Linked DNA regions of Mus musculus: region 2 is linked to region 1. The links are chromatin contacts, called in public HiChIP or PLAC-seq maps. All regions are on one chromosome and are shown on one strand. The core of a region is the stretch at or near the end of the contact, and the rest is flanking DNA. Distances in the headings are between cores, read along the strand shown.

Evidence for each region. HiChIP or PLAC-seq counts read pairs in DNA pulled down with a chosen protein or histone mark.
Region 2: a contact with region 1 is called in an H3K27ac HiChIP or PLAC-seq map of embryonic stem cells, with 11 times the contacts expected there. The contact joins the promoter of Ccnb1ip1 here to the enhancer-like site in region 1. A contact is called at or near these places in 17 of 39 promoter capture datasets (the 3T3-L1 cell line, 3T3-L1-derived adipocytes, the C10 cell line and 10 more), 9 of 115 datasets of contacts at active chromatin or transcription factors (embryonic forebrain, embryonic limb bud and embryonic stem cells) and 1 of 9 other capture datasets (embryonic stem cells).

What each region holds. Positions count from the first base shown.
Region 1 is chr14:49,815,234-49,821,629 of GRCm38.p6, forward strand. No RefSeq gene overlaps it. Among named protein-coding and RNA genes, the nearest start is that of Armh4, 35 kb to the left of the region's middle. Within about 2 kb of position 5,023, at least 6 of the 459 cell types and tissues checked have an H3K27ac peak or open chromatin away from gene starts, as enhancers often do. A contact at or near this core is called in embryonic stem cells, where this site is marked.
Region 2 is chr14:50,792,069-50,797,951 of GRCm38.p6, forward strand. Ccnb1ip1 (cyclin B1 interacting protein 1) reads right to left here and starts at 3,660. Exons shown (of 4, transcript NM_001111119.1): 1 at 3,568-3,660; 2 at 1,490-1,806; 3 at 1-238. The coding sequence starts at 1,786.

The DNA.
Region 1 (6,396 bases), core at 3,773-6,272:
CAAATCCAAGCCAGGCACTCTGGGCTGTCCATTGCTGGGAAAGAGAGGAGGGGCCAGCCCCAGGCCCTGACTTACTCATAGAAAACAGCTTATGGGGCCATGAACCTGCTGCCCAGCCAAAGAGATCATTTTTGGACTTGTCAGGGCAAAACGAGGAGGTACAAGATTGAACCTCTGTTCCATCGCCCACACTGTATTAACCCCAGAAATGGGAGTCCAAACTCTGCCTACCAGAGTCTTTGGACCTCTACCTGTAGAAACTTGTGGATTTCTTTTAGGATGAAGCAGTTCTATTGTAAGAGGCCTGCAGATTTATCCAGGTGTTATAAATAATGATTATGAGGGAGAAATTAAAATTATAGCTGCTTCCCCTCATGGTGTTATAACTGTACCCGCTAATCAAAGAATTGCTCAACTTGTTTTAATTCTTCTACATCCACCACCGTCCAGATTTGTTAAGAATGAGAGAGGACAAGGTTGTTTTGACTCCTCTGATGTGAAGTAGGTCCAATCTATTACTAATCCGAGACGAAACCTTAAATTGACATTAATGGAAAAAGCTTTGAAGGATTGATAGATACTGGAGCTGATGTAACAATTATTAGAGGACAAGATTGGCCCTCAACTTGGCCTTTGACTGATACGCTTACTCACCTTCAAAGAATTGGTTACGCAAGTAAGCCAAAATGAAGCTCCAAATTGCTAACCTGGAGAGATGGGGAAGGAAAATCAGGACAAATTCAGCCATATGTTATGTCAAATTTGCCTGTAACTCTATGGTGAAGAGATCTCTTGTCACAGATGGGCGTTATAATGTACAGTCCTAATGAGATGGTGAATAAGCAGACGCTCAGATAGGGACTTTTGCCTGGACATGGGCTAAAAAAGAAGGGACAAGGAATTAAGACTTTTGAAAATCCTAAACCTCAATCCAACACAAGAGGCTAGGAGTATTTTCGGTAATGGCCACTATCTTGCCTGCATCCCACACCGATAAAATTCAATGACTTAATGATATTCCAGTGTGGGTGGATCAGAGGTCTTTACCTAAAGAAAAAATAGAAGCCACTTCTTCACTAATGCAGGAGCAACTAGAGGCAGGACATGTAGTAGAATCTCAGTCCCCTTGGAATACACCAATTTTCATTATCAAGAAAAATTCTGGTAAATGGAGATTGTTACAAGATTTAAGACAAGTTAATGAGACCATGGTATCTATGGGACCTTTACAACCTGGGCTTCTGTCCCCAGTAGCCATTCCTAAAGGATATTATAAAATTGTGGTAGATCTGAAGGATTGTTTCTTTACTATTGCTTTGTGTCCAAAGGATTGTGAAAGATTTGCTTTTAGTGTTCCATCTACAAATTTTAAGGAACCTATGAAAAATATATCAATGGACAGTTCTCTCACAGGGCATGGCTAATAGTCCTACCTTATGCCAAAAGTTTGTGGCACAAGCCATTCAGCCTGTGAGACAACAATGGCCTATCATTTACATCATTCATTACACAGATGATGTTTTGATGGTGGGAAAAGATTCCCAGGATTTGCTTTTGTGTTATAGAGATTTACAAAAAGCTTTAGCTGAAAAAGAGTTGCAAATAGCTCCTGAAAAGATACAAGCTCAGTATCCTTATAATTATTTGGGGTTTAGACTTACTAATCAAGCTGTTTTTCCCCAGAAGATAGTTATTCGCAGAGACAACTTAAGGACTTTGAATGACTTTCAAAAATTGTTAGGTGATATTAATTGGCTTCACCCCTATTTAAAGCTTACTACAGGGGAGTTGAAACCTTTATTTGATATTCTTAAAGGGAGTTCTGATCCAACCTCCCCTAGATCCTTAACCTCAGAAGGATTGCTGGCCTTACAACAAGTGGAAAAAGCTATTGAAGAGCAATTTGTCACTTATATAGATTACTCTATGCCTTTACATCTGCTAATTTTTAATACGATTCATGTGCCTACAGGATTGTTATGACAAAAGTCTCCTTTAATGTGGATACATTCGAGGATTTCTCCTAAACATAATATCTTGCCATATTATGAAGCAGTAGCTCAGATGATTATCCTTGGAAGGAAGCAGGCACTAACTTATTTTGGCAAAGAGCCAGATATTATTGTTCAGCCTTACAGCGTAAGTCAAGACACTTGGCTGAAACAGCACAGTACAGATTGGTTGCTTGCTCAAATAGGGTTTAATGGAACTATAGACAGCCACTACCCTCAAGATAGGTTGATAAAATTTTTGAATGTACATGAGGTGATATTTCCTAATAGGACCTCTCTACAACCCTTACACAATGCTGTTCTGGTGTTTACTGATGGCTCCTCTAAAGGGTGAGCTGGATTTCTTATAAATAATCAACAGGTAATCATAAAGACTCCTGGCCTCTCAGCTCAATTAGCAGAATTAACAGCAGTACTGAATGTCTTTCAGTCTGTGCATGAGGCTTTTAATAATTTTACTGATAGTTTATATGTTGCACAATCGGTACCCTTATTGGAGACCTGTGGTACGTTTAACTTTGATACACCAGCAGGATCCCTGTTTTCACAATTGCAAAACATCATTCTTGCCTGAAAACACCCGTTCTATATTGGCCACATATGATCTCATTCTGGTCTTCCTGGACCTTTAGCTGAAGGCAATGATTGCATCGACAGAGCTCTAATAGGAGAAGCCTTAATTTCAGATCCTGTTGCTTTGGCCAAACATGATCATGAAAAATTTCATCTCTCTAGCCATACCTTAAGGCTCTGACATAAGATCACTAAGGAGCAGGCAAGAATGATTGTAAAACAATGTCCTAAATGTATTACATTATCTCCAGTGCCACATTTAGAAGTTAATCCCCGAGGTCTTATGCCTAATCATATTTGGCAAATGAAAGTAACTTATTATGCAGAATTTGGAAAATTAAAATATATACATGGTTGTATTGATACTTGTTCAGGATTTCTCTTTGCTTCTCTGCATACTGAACAAGCCTCCAAAAATGTAATTGATCATTGCCTACAAGCCTTTAATGCCATGGGATTGCCTAAACTTATTAAGACAGATAACGTGCCATCCTATTCTAGCAAAAATTTTACTTCATTTTGTAAAGAATTTGGCATCAAACATAAAACTGGAAATCCTTATAACCCCATGGGACAAGGAATTGTTGAACATGCTCATAGCACTTTTAAAAAATTGGCTTTTAAAAGCAAAACAAGGGCAGTTATATACCTCAAGGTCACCAAAGGCACATCTTGTTTTTGCTTTATTTGTTCTAAATTTTTTGCAAACTGATGTTAAAGGTTAGTCTGCAGTGGATCGCCACTGACATTCAGTTACTTCTAGTTCTTATGCCATGGTAAAGTGGTGGGACCCATTAACTAATGAATGGAAGGGTCCAGACCTGATCCTAATTTGGGGAAGGGGCTTGGTCTGTGTTTTTTCACAAAAAGAAGACAGATCTCGATGGCTGCCTGAGAGATTATTTCGTCAACTGGACACCAATCCTGAATCTTCTAGTAAGTATGACTCTAACCTTGATTATGGCTAAAAATTCTCTTTAGCCAAAAAGTTAATTTGGAGCACAGCCTCCACTCACAGAGAAGCTGCAGTCTTTCTGCAATTCTCAAAGTCACCACCCCCACACCGGGAGCTCTAAGTCTAAGTCTAAGCCTGATCGTTGCAAATTTGCAATTGAAGGAAGTACCTGGACTTTCCCAAAGAAGCTTTTGTACTGTCACTTCTCATTGTCTCGACTTTGTTTTCCAAGCAGGTCAGTCAATGCCCTTCAGCCTGACTGCAACAGGTGTGCATCCCCACCTCCAACAGCACAGGTGGCAGTTATTAATCTTCATTCAAGAAGCATTCTAAGTACATATTGTGGCTTTTGGTCTGATTTGGGAATAAGGTTTGCTATGAGGGCCGGACAGTCTAAGGCAGGCACCCAGATTTCGGAATCATATCAATCTAAACAGATGTACATGCCAGGAGGTCGTGGTTTATTAATAATACATCACAGAGCCATGTAAAAGATTGGAGGCAAAGGTTAATGTCTTAGAAGTAGTAGTCTTAACAATAGGGCAGGACATAGCATATATTAAGGCTAGAAAGGCAGAAATTTCAGATATTAGCAATAGTCACTTGGACACTTGGAACATTGATGAATTGGCCAGAGATTTAAAAAATTACCTAAGTGATTTAAATCCCCTGGATTGGGTTCAATATATAATCCTACTTGCTATTATTGGCATTATATTATTAGTAAATTGTTGTGTTTCCACTCATCTTTAGAGCACTCCTGAGATCTGTAGTTACGACGAGGCAGGCCATTCCGGAACTTCGGCAGAAATATAAGAATGGGGCAATGCTATGCACACTCCAGTGAAGTTTGCTTGGCAAGCCGAAAGGCCTGGGGGCACTCACGGGGCAAAGAGTTTCACAGAAACTCACCTCCTGGAATTTTGGCATTCTCATAACCCGTATATTCTTACCCTATCCCCGAGTTAGTCTGGTGTATGGATCCACGTGCTCTCTTTTAGTATTATCTTATTACAAGTGACTTTTAAGATTGAATTCTGACATAGCTATGCCCTTCGCCAGTGTTCCAATGTCCTAGTAAGTCCTTGAAGCTGACAAACTTGGAATTCAGTAGGAATTCAGTAAGGAAGTTACCTACTCAGTAACTAGTTAAGCATTACAAAGGACCAAGCAGGAATAGCTCAGGGCTAGTCTGCAGAGTGTTTACCTGAGGCAGTAACCAGCCTTACCCAAACACAATGGCCTAGCGAATAGGTGGGTTTACCTTGAGAAAAGTTAGAGAATCCCACTGAGACAGGTTTCTTCACTAGGCCCAAAGAAATCAGGCAGAACTATAGAGCATAAATAAATTTTATGCCTCAGTCCAGCTTTTTTTTTAATATTAATAACAGGGAGGAAATTGTAACCTCCCTCAAGCCTGAAGCTGGCTGAGCCAGACCTCGACCTTGCTGCCACTAAGAAGATTATCTAAGGTAGAGCCTCCCTAGATCACTCTATTGTTCAGCCACTGTCACTGCTACCTGCTGGGAGGCCGCCTAGCTATTCTGGAGACTACATCCTATCCTGCACATGGTCACCTGCAGCTGGGCTCCAAGAATAAATTGGCGGGAATGGCCCTCCCCTTCCCCCTTTATAAGCACAGTCGCCATTAAACATTTGAGCCTTGATCAGAATATTGTCTTGGCTCCACTTCTCTCTTGTCTGCCTAGTTTCCCTTTCTTTCAGCGCCGGCCTGCCACTCAGGTGTACCCTGTCCATGTGAGCTGCTGGACAGCTTGCAACAAGCTAGGTAGATGTTTATCTTGTAGAGTTAACTACTTAGGTTCTCTGACCTTCCTTTCCAAAATTTAGTCATCTAGAAATAATATATGGAGAAATGTACGTCATCTACCTGCTTCATTTCAAATTTTCTACATCTTTTAATATTAAGAGTTGGAGACATTGATTTGCTGTTGATGAATTATACTTTTCCTTTCCTCATATGGTTGGATATATAATATCATCTGGAACAGAAGGCTCTGCATAAAGTGTATATACTCAACTTCAAATTGTTTCAGAATGTGCAAACCTTATGACCTAGTCCAGGGAAGACTATTAATAAAAAATGTCAGACTTGTAACATGGCTTATAAAGCTTTGTTGGTGTGTAATTAAAATGGTAAAATTATCAGCTGACAAACAGTAAAAGGATATTAAATAATTTACATTCCTATTAACATTTTAGGTTTTTGAGACAGAACCTCAAGCAGTTTAGATTAAGATGTGTTTTGAACTCCTGATTCTCTTCCTGTCACCTCTTGAGTACCCTAATTATAGTTCTGCATTACCATGCTCAGCTTCTAGTTTATTTTTAAAGACTGAAATAGCTGTAAAGTGAAAATTTCTATAGATGCTTCCAGAAAATATTTTATAAGTTGCTTTGAAAACTTGGGACAGTATTTTACTATGTAGCCTGTCTAGCAACAGTACACAGGATTCATGTTTCCAGAACATGAAGACATGTTGTTCCAGGGTGTGTCTTATACAATTAAATCCATATTGCTATGTTTTAAGGCTTATAGGAGCTTCTTCAGATACAAGCTAAAAGGTAAAATGGTTAATAATAGGCTATTTTCATGATCAAATAGTCCCTCAGTAATACTCTCATTTACCTACTGCTCTGTGAACAGGCTCAGTGATTGAAATCACAGACTCCTCTTGAAGAGGTCTTGAGTTTGCTTCTCAACACCCACATTAGATGGCTCCAGGGAATCCAAGCATCTTCTTCGGGGTTCCATGGACACATAAAATAAAATAATTGTGAAAAAGATGTCTACTGTAAACTTGCTATGTGCAAAGTACTGTGCTTTGTGTTTGG
Region 2 (5,883 bases), core at 2,410-4,909, 980 kb after region 1:
CATAAAGGCCTTGGAGCTTTTGGTACTGGCGATTACGCTCCATAAGTTTTTCAGAGATGTCACTAAACTTTTTCTTGTATTCTTCTAGAACTTTCTTCATGGAAATAACCTCCCCTTTCATAGAGGTCAATTCTATATTCTTGCTCTGTATTTGCTGCATATACATCTTCTCCATCTGTTTTAAGTGGTTCTCGGCCTTGCTGAAATTATACTCTTGATAGAGACGCTCCTGGTGTACCTGCCCAAATAAATGAGAAGCAGCACAATATTATAGACTCTAAACCCTCATCCAAGCACAAGTGGAAAGAATGTTTATACAGGGATATCAGTATTACAATATTTAAAACCTGGCTAAAAACATAATCACAGCATACAATGAGCGTACTACAGAAAACCGGCTGCTCAGAAAACTATACCACCAAAACAAATATGTCTTATCTACAAGTGAGAAGCAGCAGAAGTTAGGTGTGAAGGTTTATTTATGCATGTAGTCTCAGCAGACAGGAAAGGTACGCAGGATCAAACTTAAGGCCACCTGGGCCACATGGGACAAAACCACGAAAAAAATTGTATTTACAGGACACATAGATGAAGTCTAATTTTTCCAAGGATCCAGAACAAAACAATACGATCTCAAAATATCCTTGCTATCTAGAATTTACACATGTGTAACCCCATGTTAGACAGAACATGTAACTTGAACATAGCAAACCAAGTAATACAACCACTTTGGAAAAGAGTTCGGCACGGTTAGCTTGTGCACAACCCTGGGCCTGATCCTTAGCACCACAAAAACACCCTAGATAAACAAATGCAGGTAACTGGTTAAGGAATAACTGCTTACATATTAACTTCCAGCATTAATTAATAAGAATATTAATAGTCGGGGCTGGAGAGATGGCTCAGCGGTTAAAAGCACTGACAGCTCTTCCAGAGGTCCTGAGTTCAATTCCCACCAACCACATGGTGGCTCACAACCATCTGTAACGGAATCTGATACCCTCTTCTGGTGTGTCTGAAGACAGCTACCGTGTACTCATATACATAAAATAAATCTTTTAAAAAATATTAATACACTTTTCACAGTTTATTCACAAAATATATAAAATATCTACTTAGCACGTGACAAATACTTAAATGATAAAAATATTTAGATAAAGTTCTCTGCACATTCACATATTTATGTGAAATATAAAATAATGAAGGGGCTTTTTTTCTAGGAAATCCCTCAGAAGGATTGGGTTCAGTGGTAAAGCACTCCCTTGTGAGCACAAGCGCCTGAGTCTGGCACCTCACACCAAGATAAATAAAGATCACAGGCTTCAAATCACACTTCAGTGTACACGTGTGCGTGTGCTTGTGGAGGGTACTGTGGCCTATCAGGTATCTTCGCATGAGAGCCTAGCTCTCCTATGGTACTAAATGCAGGCCCTCATGCTTACAGGAGCACTTTACCCACCGAGACATCTCCCAGCCCCTAGGCACTAACCTGGTATGTCCAGAAGGCCAATGCCCGGGAGCTAATGTCCAAAACAACCTCTGGGCGAAGCCCTGCCAATACCATAGCTTTGTACTCCTCTGATGGACTGAGTTCTGTTCGAACAATATCTAGCTTTCCAGAAAGGGTACTGTTGCAAGCAGGACAGATCGCTGGTGAACGACTGAACTCCCCGCTGCCGTGCTGATCGCAGAAGATGTGAGAACAGGCAGTGACCCAAGCATAACCAGAGAGCTTGATCCGACACTTCCGATAATTGCAAAGCAGCATGTCTTCACACAAAGACATGGCGAATCTCCAAAAGAACCCTAACAGGGAATGAGAAGACATGTCAGTCAAATTGTAATGGCACAAATAAATAAAACATGTGCTGTTATTTGATTTTAAAAAATGGACATTGTTTTAATAAAATTATATTGACTTCAGCCTCAATACCTTGGTCTTTCCAAGGCCATGAAGAAAGTCATATATACAGATAGTTCCATCTCTTACCAATGTCAAAAAGATTGTGCACATGCAAATGTTTAGAAACATCACATAGTACAAAGAAACAGAAATTAAATCTGCCCTTTGGGGCCATGTTCCAACACCAAAACACACAGCATTCTACTAAGACCAGGAATGCTGATGCAAGTCTTGCACAGTACTTGGGAGGCAGAAACACACAGACCTTCTTAAAGCTCATGGTCAGGCCATTCTACAGTGAATTTCAGGACAGTTGGGACTAGTGCACCTCATACTTGGCAAACATGAGACTGCACATACCTGCAGCATCTTTTCAGTAAAAATCTTAAGTGATAATCTTTGGGTTATTTTATACATCTTGACGTCTCATATCCCTTACCCAAACTGCCTTAATTTTAAAAGAATAGCTGCCTAATAAAATTAGATGAGGCTAATTTATCTATTATGAAGCTTGAAAATTCTACATTAAAAATGCCTGTTTATATATTCAGTTAAACAATACATCTATCAATGTTGCTACAGTTTGATTGTAAACATTTCCAACAAATTCTCTAGACTGAGTTATTTTTCAAGTGTTCACTATAAAAAGCAACAGCTCTGTCTTAGTCAGGGTTTCTATTCCTGCACAAACATAACCAAGAAGCAAGTTGGGGAGAAAAGGGTTTATTCGGCTTACACTTTTCACATTGCTGTCAGTCACCAAAGGATGTCAGGACTGGAACTCAGGCAGGTCAGGAAGCAGGAGCTGATGCAGAGGCCATGGAGGGATGTTCTTTACTGGTTTTATTGCTCAGCCTCCTCTCTTATAGAACCCAAGACTACCAGCCCAAAGATGGTCCAGCCCACAAGGGTCCTTTCCCCCTTGATCAGTAATTGAGAAAATACCCCACAGCTGGATGTCATGGTGGCACTTCCCCAACTGAAGCTCCTTTCTCTGTGATAACCCCAGCCTGTGTCAAGTTGACACACAAAACCAGCCAGTACAAGCTCCAACAGGTCATACAGTATTTGATAGTGGGAGTATCAATCATATACCAAGGAAAAGGAGACTCGGCATACACATGTGCTTAGTACTAAGGGTTTCCTTGGCACTGTGACTGATATCCCGCACCTCTAATCCCAACACTCAGAAGGCTGACTTTGTCCCAGGCCACCCTAGGCTTTGAGGCCAGCCTCAACTACACACCAAGATCCTGTCTCAAAAAACAAACCAATGTTACTTTAGTAGCCAGGGGTTTGGGGTGGGGGGTGGATATATGCTGACACCTTCACCTCAAATGTCACAGCCGTAATGCCGACCGCCTGAGGTTTCTGTGAACTACGGGCTCCAATGAGACCCTGTGTTAAGATATTCCCACACCCTTGCTGCGTTTCTAGATACGACTCACATGACAACAGAGGCCAAACTTACTTTACCTCCAGTAAGGTAATGCGCCCTTCCTAGCTCAAGTGAAGGTGCAGACTCCACATCGCCACAAGGTAGCCGGGCAAGTCACACAAGATGACGGACAGCCAAGTTTTTCAGAACATGACCCACACAAGTTTTCCCCTAATTTTCCGCCTTTCCCCACCTCCCACAGAAAAGCAAAAACAGAAAAAAATACCTGCAACAAGGTAAAGTAAAGGTGTCGATCCTCCACTCAAGACAGATTTCGCGTGGCCAAGCCGCCAGGGCGCATGCGTGGTGCGCAAGGCCTGATGGGTAGCAGGAGGCGGGATGATGGGTAGCGCTGGGCACTCAGTGCTGAGGTAATCAGATGCCTAGTCTCCTGTTTTACAGGTCAATCTACACTTAATAACTTCCTTTAGTCTGTCTACACCAGTTATTCACAAGGTGCTTAAAGGCGGCTCACGCTTTTAATCCCTGTATTTGAGAGGCAGAAGCAGGCGAACCTCGTTGAGTCGAGGTCACCCTGATCTACTAGACTGAGTTCTAGGACACCTAAGGCTGAGACCCCAAAAAGTAATAGGATCAAGTGCCATATTTTTCTTTAGCCAGGCACCTATTGGTGCATTTCTTTAATCCCAGCACTGGAGAAAGACTGATCCGAGTTCCAGACTAGCCCAGGCCATATAGTGAGAGCCTTTCTCAGAAGCTACCATGTTTGTGTTTCTGCGTGGATGTCCCAGGATTGGGAGCAGCCCTCTCAGATGCTGAGAGCTGGTCTTCTAGGTCAGTAAGAACTACTGGGGCATCCCTCCAGTCTCAGGCGTCTAAACTTTTGAGGCATCTTTACGGGTAGTTAAGTGGCTGTTTTGGGGGGAAAAAAAAGTATATGTTGTCTGTATGCACACCATCTGCACATAAGAGGGTATAGGGCCCCATAAAGCTATAGAACCACCAACTAGGTACTGGGAGTTGAACTCAGGACCTCTGGAAGAGCAGCAGTCAGTGCTCTTAACTGCTTGCTGAGCTACTGCTGAGCAAACTTCCCAGCTCCTAAATCCTGCTGTAACTCTGCCCTTCCTAGCTTACCTATTGCAACTGTGGTTTTTCTGACTGCTAAAATTAGGGTGAGAAGATGGCTAAAAGGAAGCTAAGAAGCAAACTAATATGAACCTGTTGTGAACTAATTAACAGCCACAAAGAACAAACATGGTTCCTAATATTAAATCCTTCCCTTTTCTCCCAGGCTTTGTTTCCCATACTGGCCTTGAACTCACTTTGTAACAGAGAATGACCTTGAACTTCTAAACTTACTAAATGTTGGGATCAAGGGAATGTATGCTGGAGATAAAATAACCTGTTTTTCCATGCATGTTAGATAAACTAAACTACAGCCATTAGAAACCATATTCAATTAATGGAATAGTTCGATTTGCTTTCCCCTAGCAACTTAAGTCCTACTGGTACCAGCTAAGTCAGTGGAGATTTGAAATGTAAGGATAAGTACAAATTAAGTTTGTAAAAGAATTTAAAGCACTTCAAACAGCTATAGCTTGCTTCATTCGAAGAGATGTAGCATCTCTGGCTCTGGGCAGGTCATAATCGGGACCAGGACCCAGCCACTCAGCATCCGGACCTCAAGAAAAGCAGATTATATGCTTCACGACGGGCTTTCTGTAGCTTAAGGATGGGGAATGGTGGCTGTTTCCCTTAGGCAGGCTGGTTTTGAAACTGCAGGGCCTAATCACTGTATTTAATCAGTGTGTGTCTGGACTTGGGGTCAGCTGCTTTACTTCAGTCTTGGGGGAGCAGTATTTAAGTAGGTCCATGGATAAACAACTGAGCCTTGAGTTTTTCTAGCTGTCACAGACAAAGAATACAAATACAGTATAACCTCAAATGTCAAAGAGTATAATATAAGCACAAGAGATTTTAAAACTTATTTTGTGAACTTCCAAGTTACTCTTGTAAAACCAACCTTGCAGATACATCCAAGTAATAGATGGGATATACTAAAGCATACTCATTTATTGTCCTAACACACTCGTTCTAGGCTTTTACAGTTTAAAACCAAGACCAAAGCTATGCGAATCTCCCTTACATGCTAAAAGTTCCCAAATATGCTGGAGCTATGTGAATGCAAAGCTCTAGCAAACTATGTTGCCTCATAAACTTCAGACATAAAATGCACACTGCTAGACATCAACATGTGGAGCCACCAGGGTTTACTTTGTGGTCCTGTTCATCCGACTTGCAAGTTGATTCTGTGACACTATTCTGTTGCATCAGCTTTCATCTTTGAGTACACTCTACCCTCACATTGAATATTTTAAGTTGCTTTATTTATTAATTATTACTTGTTGTGCCCAATGATGGTGGCACATGCCTTTAATCCCAGGACTCAGGAGGCAAAGGAGGGCAGAATGAGGTCAGGGAGATAGGACTGTTACAAAGAGAAACTATGCCTCTGGGGGGAAAAAAAGAAATTCATTACTTGGGATGACTCAATGGTTGGCTGTTCTTGCAAAAGACC